Linked DNA regions of Zea mays: region 1 is linked to region 2. The links are chromatin contacts, called in public Hi-C maps. All regions are on one chromosome and are shown on one strand. Each heading gives the region's core, a stretch centred on a gene start, on an enhancer-like site or on the middle of the called end of the contact. The rest is flanking DNA. Distances are from core to core; before and after follow the strand shown. Region 1 holds the start of LOC100276622. Region 2 holds the start of LOC100191782.

What was found. Hi-C and Micro-C count contacts between places; a contact is called where the count stands out from the background.
Region 1: a Hi-C map of leaf mesophyll shows a contact between it and region 2, with 2.0 times the contacts expected there. The contact joins the promoter of LOC100276622 here to the promoter of LOC100191782 in region 2. A contact is called at or near these places in 5 of 25 Hi-C or Micro-C datasets (bundle sheath, ear, endosperm and 2 more).

What each region holds. Positions count from the first base shown.
Region 1 is chr8:14,393,853-14,396,939 of Zm-B73-REFERENCE-NAM-5.0, forward strand. LOC100276622 reads left to right here and starts at 1,555. Exons shown (of 6, transcript NM_001165437.2): 1 at 1,555-1,950; 2 at 2,332-2,462. The coding sequence starts at 1,644.
Region 2 is chr8:14,204,526-14,208,102 of Zm-B73-REFERENCE-NAM-5.0, forward strand. It overlaps LOC100191782, which reads right to left and starts at 1,274. Exons shown (of 2, transcript NM_001137207.1): 1 at 52-1,274. The coding sequence starts at 491.

The DNA of each region.
Region 1 (3,087 bases), core at 305-2,804, 190 kb after region 2:
TAAACCGAGGGCTGGGAGCTAAAAAAAGCTAATTCTCCTGATTCACTCCTACCATATAGTCACACTTTCTATAGAGTTTATTATATTGTTTTATTTGAGAATCACTTTCAACCACAAAATCACTTGTCTCATATAATCACTTCTAACAGGAAATCATAATAAGTGAAAGCTCTACCAAATAAGGCCCTTAAATATCACGAGAATCTAGATATTATGAGGCTTGCATATAGATATAGATGAACGAACTTGCACACTTTAGGGTCTAATAAATGGTGGATTTCCCCACGACGATGACACATAGGATTCTGCATTTACGTTGATTTAGACTATTTTTGTATAATCGATTCTCACGTAACTGGACTAAGGGGGTGTTTGGTTTCTTAGGACTAATTTTTATTTCCTCACAATTAGTCTCTTTTAGTCCCTAGATTACTAAACACAAAGACTAAAAATAGATTATCTTTATTTAGTCTGTGTTTGGCAATTTAGGGACTAAAATGAAATAAAAATTAGTCCCTAGAAACCAAACACCCCTATGGAAACGAAACGTTTAGGTGCCAAATGTTGATTCTAATGGCCAAAATCAATCAGAAGCTGAAAAAGTAGGACCAAGACTAAACTTTAGTCCCTTCATTTTAGTCACTAAATTACCAAACACATGAACTAAAATGGACTAAACCATATGTTTTCTCTATTTTAGTCCTTGTGTTTGGCAATTTATTATGTGTTTGGTTGGACGTACAAGGAGTGATGGAAGGAGCGACCATATTTTCTATAATGTTTGGATGAGAGTCACGCGAGGGTGAGGTGAACATCGGAGCAATTTTTGGTGGCGGTGTGATCCAAAAAATTGAAGTAGCCATGTCACCCTGCCTCATCCTACTTTAACTTCAAACCAAACACATAGTTAGCGACTAAGGGGATGTTTGGTTTTTTAGTCACCCTTCTAAATTTTAGTCCCTAGAAATTCTATTTGAAAGACCTCCTTTAGTCACACTGTTTGGTAATTTAGGAACTTAAAGTGACTAAAGTTTAAGAGGTCGAAACCAAACACTCCCTAAAGTCTTATTCGATTGCATCTTGATCAAAGAAGATTGAAGGGGATTAAATTCTCGTAATAATCAAAATTAAATAGAAGGGGATTTAATCTCCCTTAATTCCCTTCGATCTAGACATGACCAAATAAAACCTAAAGACCTATTCGATTGCAAGGGGTCGAAGGGGATTGAAGGCCCCTTCTACTCAATTTTGACTAAAAAGATTTAATCTTCTCTAACCCCTCATTCTCACCCTAATCGAAGAAATCACAAATCCTTAACATGGATTGGAGGGAAATAGCATGAATTGGGAGGGATTTTGACTTGGTAGAGATTTAAATCGATTCAATCTACTTTAATCTATATAGATTAAAATGAATACTTCAATTTATATGGATTAAAATGAAAACAAACAAACTCAATAAATCTTTAGAAAAAATATGACATAATTACCACGAACTAAACAATCACTAAATCTGAGTCTTTAACTTATGTGGATACGGGAATACCTCAAACATTCCGAGCGTGTGCTTGGTCAACTGGGCCACCGCGCACAAAACCCATTGCAGTTGTAGCAGGGACTCTTTCCCCGTGCCACGGACGACAATGACTGCCGACGCGGCGCTCCTCGCCATCATCGTCGCCTTCCTCCTCCCGCTACGCCTCGTCTCCCTCGGCCTCAGCCTGGCGTCCGGGCGTCACGGTACTAGCTCCAGACGCGTCCGCCGTTCCTGTGCCGCTTTGGCCGTCGCAGCCGCGCTCCTCGCAGTCATCTTCGCCCTCCCGCGTGACCACGTCCGGGAGTGCGCCGCTCCGATCGCTTCTGTCTCCAGTGCCGGGGATGATGACGGCGGTTTCCGCGAGGAGCTGCGGTTGGAGGTCGAGCAGCTTAAGCAGCAGCTGGCGCGGCTTGGTATGTTTCGAGATTATTAGTCGTCATCTCCTGTTAGGGCTAATCCTATTTCTATCAAAGTTGCCCGTGTTATAATTTTGTAATTCGCGATTGATAGTATTGCAATTGCGATTGTTTAATAATTTATCTTTAGTCTTTGAGGTTAATGCTTTTTATTGAATTATGTTTATTAAAAGATTGTACTATATTCTTAGACACCGTTTGGAACGCTGGAATTTTCCCCATATCCTGTGTTCTTCTATGAAATTTAAACTAATTCCAGTGAAATTCCTACATTCCAAACGGCCCTTTAAAAGGCAATTTACTTGTCCAATGATGTTAATGGAGTTTCTTGTATTTTTTTTCTGTTGTATGCTGATATATTTTGAACTGTGTTTGCAGAATCTCTTTGGGATAGTAAATCGAAAGCTGTGGATGATAAACTTGATTCTTTAGAGGAGGATAATGGCCGTGTAATGAGAGCAATGGCACTCGATGTCCAGTCTCTGATCAATGAGCGGGAAAATATCAAGGTATGTGCCTGGTAAATTGTCCCTTCTCAATGGTACCACATCAATTCCATGGAGTTCGGCTAGTCATTGAATGTTACCCCCTTTGCACAAATTTTCATTACTAGTATAAAATAAACAAGTGAATATTCTGGTTCTACTATGTAGTTCATACATTTAGATCATGATCAAGCACCCTCCAAGCTTGAACTCTGGTGATGACAGGCCAAGATAGTTGGATGGTTTTAGTGTAAAATTGTTACATTTTTTTTCTCTTGAACGAGCAAGAGAACTGCACATCATTATATTAAGAAGAGAAAAAGAAGGTCCAAACGGACCAGTACAAAGACGAGCACACCTTACGGTGGCCAAAAACGAAAATACACAAAGGAATCCATAAACACTCTAACAAGGAACCCTCATTGTTAGAAGAGCTAGATTTTTTGCTCCAGCTAACTTCCACAGCTTCCCTTCCTCCTCCACCTGTTTAATGGCAGCCTCCAAATTTGGAGGGATTTTATCAAACACACAGTGACACAGCGGTTCCGATGATTCCATAGGATCCAAAACCCCAAAATAATTAGAGAATTAAGACCCTCTTTGGCTACACCTTGCAGCTGGTCACTTAATCTCTCCCACCAGTGCATAC
Region 2 (3,577 bases), core at 24-2,523:
GAACAGAACGGAACGCGGAAGTCGTATCGTATGGCGTATATACTCACTCACCTGTGCTCCTCCTCCGTCCATGGCACGCCCTTCTTCCGCTCCTGCTCCGGCGTGCGGCCGTGGTGCCGCCTCCCGCAGCCTCCGGCGAAGCGGTACCCGTGCCTGAAGTCCCCCGGACCGGGGCCGTAGCCGTCCCACTGCAGGGTGAACGAGCTGGCCCCGCCGCCGTAGGCCGGCAAGGGAACCTGCCCGCTCTCGATCTGCTGGACGTCGACCTCGAGGTGCTTGAAGTGGCTGACGACCTCGCGCACCGTCCGGCCGGGGATGGCCCGCGCCACCTCCTCCCAGTCCGGGCGGCAGAGGTCGAGCCCGGCGAGCGCCCGCTCGAACTGCTTGTTCTCCGCCGCCGTCCACAGACGCGCCGCCGCCGGGAACCAGTTGCTCCGTGCGGCTATGTGGTCCACCGGCGGCAGCACGTCCATGTACGTCTCCCGCATCATCTCTGCTCTGCCCCGGGGCGTTGTTCCACCTCTTTCTTCCCCCCTGTAGGAATCACGGGACTGAAAGAAAGGTTAGATTTCTTTTTGCCTTTCTGGGCATCTCAGTCCGAACACGATAAAGATTCCGAGAGCACTGTAACGATTATTATTAAACGATTTCTCTGTCTCTTGCTCTGAACAGGAACTCCTATCGTCGCTGCAGATCAAATACGATGAACATAGGATTGGAGAAAGGTGGAATCTTTGTGCGTGAAAACTGGAATCAGTTGCAGCACCTGCCTGAAAAAGGGATCGACTTTTACGAAAGAATTAGACTGGACTCAAGAACACCTCTGAACTGAACCTGAACACGGAACACAGCCGGAATCGTGAACCATGTGACCCCAAAATCGCTCATCCCTGAAAACAATTTGACCGCCACAACCAAACCGCCTCACCTAAACTAGCAGAGAGCCTAACCACCTTCCCTTCCAATCCCGCTCCAAATCACACCACCAAACGCCACAGGGAACTCGAGACCCCACCCAACCAAAACAAAGCGAAATTTCACCTGAGCAGTGCCTCCTCTCGCGGAGCCGGCAGGAGGAACAGAAGGCGATCCGCCTCGGTTCTTTCTTGCTCACCCTCTCCGCGTGTTTTTCCCCTTCCTCCCTGGCTCCCTCTCCTTGCTTTCTTCCCTCAGCTCAGCTGTGACTGTGAGCTAGCTAGCTTTCCCTGGGCACTAGAAAAGAGATAGCGATCCAGAGGGAGGCAGGTTCTTGTGAGTGTCGGCCGGCGATTGGGCCGTGGCTTGGAGCTTGTGGCCGACTTTTGCAGTATTTATATACCACCGCTACTCCCACTAGGATACCCGTGTTGCTATAGGCCGCATGTATTTATGTGCGTGCGCGCATCACACACACGCACGCACGCACACTTGGAGTTGCTCTTGGCTTCCCTCCCCCGCTTTTTACTGCCCGAATATCACTGCACATTGGTGGTTAGCGTCTCTCTACAGTGAAATGGTAGATGAAAAATGTGCCATTAGCTGCTGCTTCGAAAATCAAATAGTTAGATGTGTCAGTGACTCCTTAGAGCCATTTTATAATCTGAGACTCCGAGTGTAGCCGTGTGCCCAACTAAAAAACAAGGATAATGGTACTTTTTTTTAATGTTTGTGAAGTTTTGATTAGTTGGGGGTTGGGGGTGCTTGGAAGAAGTGGTCGAGTTGTGGTGGCACTAATATTTTTTTCTTTTGTGCGGAGGGTGATGGATGGGGGTGATTGGTCGCCGTTGACGAGCAGCCATGGCTTTCAGTCCGGGGTTTTCGTTTCGTCCACCTGTTGCCATCAGCCGTTTGGTACCGCCCGCGCATGATTTGCTGGGAAGGGATTGGGCGGTCATTGTTTTATTGCAAGCAAAGGGAAACAGAACAAAGCTGCAGTAAGTGTCGCCAACGAGCTAGACATCTGCTTGGTTCGTTTTTACTTCATGTCTTGAAATGAAGAAGTACCTGCTTGAATTCCTCCCTTCTCTTGAACCATATTATGAATTGCTGTAAAAAATAACTGTTGCAATAATAATAAACGATCTACGAAATACTGATGTGATGATATATAAAATTTCTATAAGCGGCCGGACCATGCATATAGTTTGACAATTACTTTTCGTTGAAGTGCAAAGCTCGATGTTTTCAGATCCTAAATACCAGAAACTCCTTGCTTGTCAGAAGAAAAAGAAGCATTAAGCGCTGCTTTAAAAACTTTGTATGTACTACCAGTGGGCGTGTTTCGACGCCGATGTTTGCCGCCTTGCTTTCACGGAGTGATTTTCACAGGTGACAAAGGTCCTGAAAATCACGGCACCCTTCTAACGTGTGCTGGTAGACTTGACCGGAGAACGAGGAGAATCTCTTCAAGTGGCATCTTTCCTGAAAGAAACAGATGGCTGGCAATGGCATGGCAATGTGAAGCGAAGAAAAGGCTGGCTGGCTGGCTGTGCTAGCTCTACCGTTCTGGCAAAGCTATTTCCGTTGGGTTCTCCAAGAATTGGGCCGGAAAAAAAAAGATCTTTGCTTCTGTTGCCTAGGTACAATTCCCCTGTGTGACTGTGATATGTTGTTCATACTTGCAGCTCAGTTTGCGTCAGAAGAGAACCTAGCACATACTACTACTATACTTTATGTTTCCTTGAGTTGAATTGTTAATCTGTGGCGCATGGTTGTTTGCTTGGCTGCCAAACCAGATGAGGCCGCCAGCCACATCAGGAGGAGGAGCAGGAGCAGGGAGCCATGAGAAAGGCTGCCAAAGTACAACGGAAGCCGAGGGAGCTTTCTGTGCGCCTGATGAACAAACCAACCCTCAATCAGGCATGTGCATGCAGGTCAGCACCCTAGACGACAAAAGGAGTAGGGAACCTGCACACATCTTTATATTTTATATAAGTATGTAACTGCTAAACTAAACAGAACAGCGTCGCTTGGAATTCAAGCAAGGCTGTCAGGAAGCTACTAACCACAGTTTATTTAACTAATACTACTGATCACCTGAGACAGCTCTGACCAATCATGCATGCATTCACGCAGCATTGGCCAGAAGGGACGACACGAGTTTAAATGCCGGTTGAAAAATGCGTGGCGTATAGTATAGTATCGTCCCCCGTGCTATATATATGCGTCGCTCCAGTTTTGTCGGATGTCCGACAGAGACTGAATGCTCTGTAGTATTGCCGGTTTATAATCATGCCTCGCAGCATTTTAAATGTTCTCTTTTTTTTTTTCTTTCTTGAACTGAAGGTGCTTCGCATGAACAGCATCAGTGTGAGTTGCTTAGACCATGTTTGAATGCACTAATAGTTAGCTAGCTAATTTTACTAGTAGTTTTCATTAGGTATGTACATGTATATGGGCGCTGGACTAACCCGAGTCATCTGTACTAGCATATACTATCATCATTTTTTTAAAAAAAAAACTAAAGTACATGTAGGTAGTTATGTTGCAATGACTTGAGGTCTGAAGTGTCCTGACTCCTGATCCTGAGCAGAGCACACATGAGATGATTTGTTTAAGGGGCCGGGTCAGAGAAGCGATAGGGGCGTTTTGTCTGAAG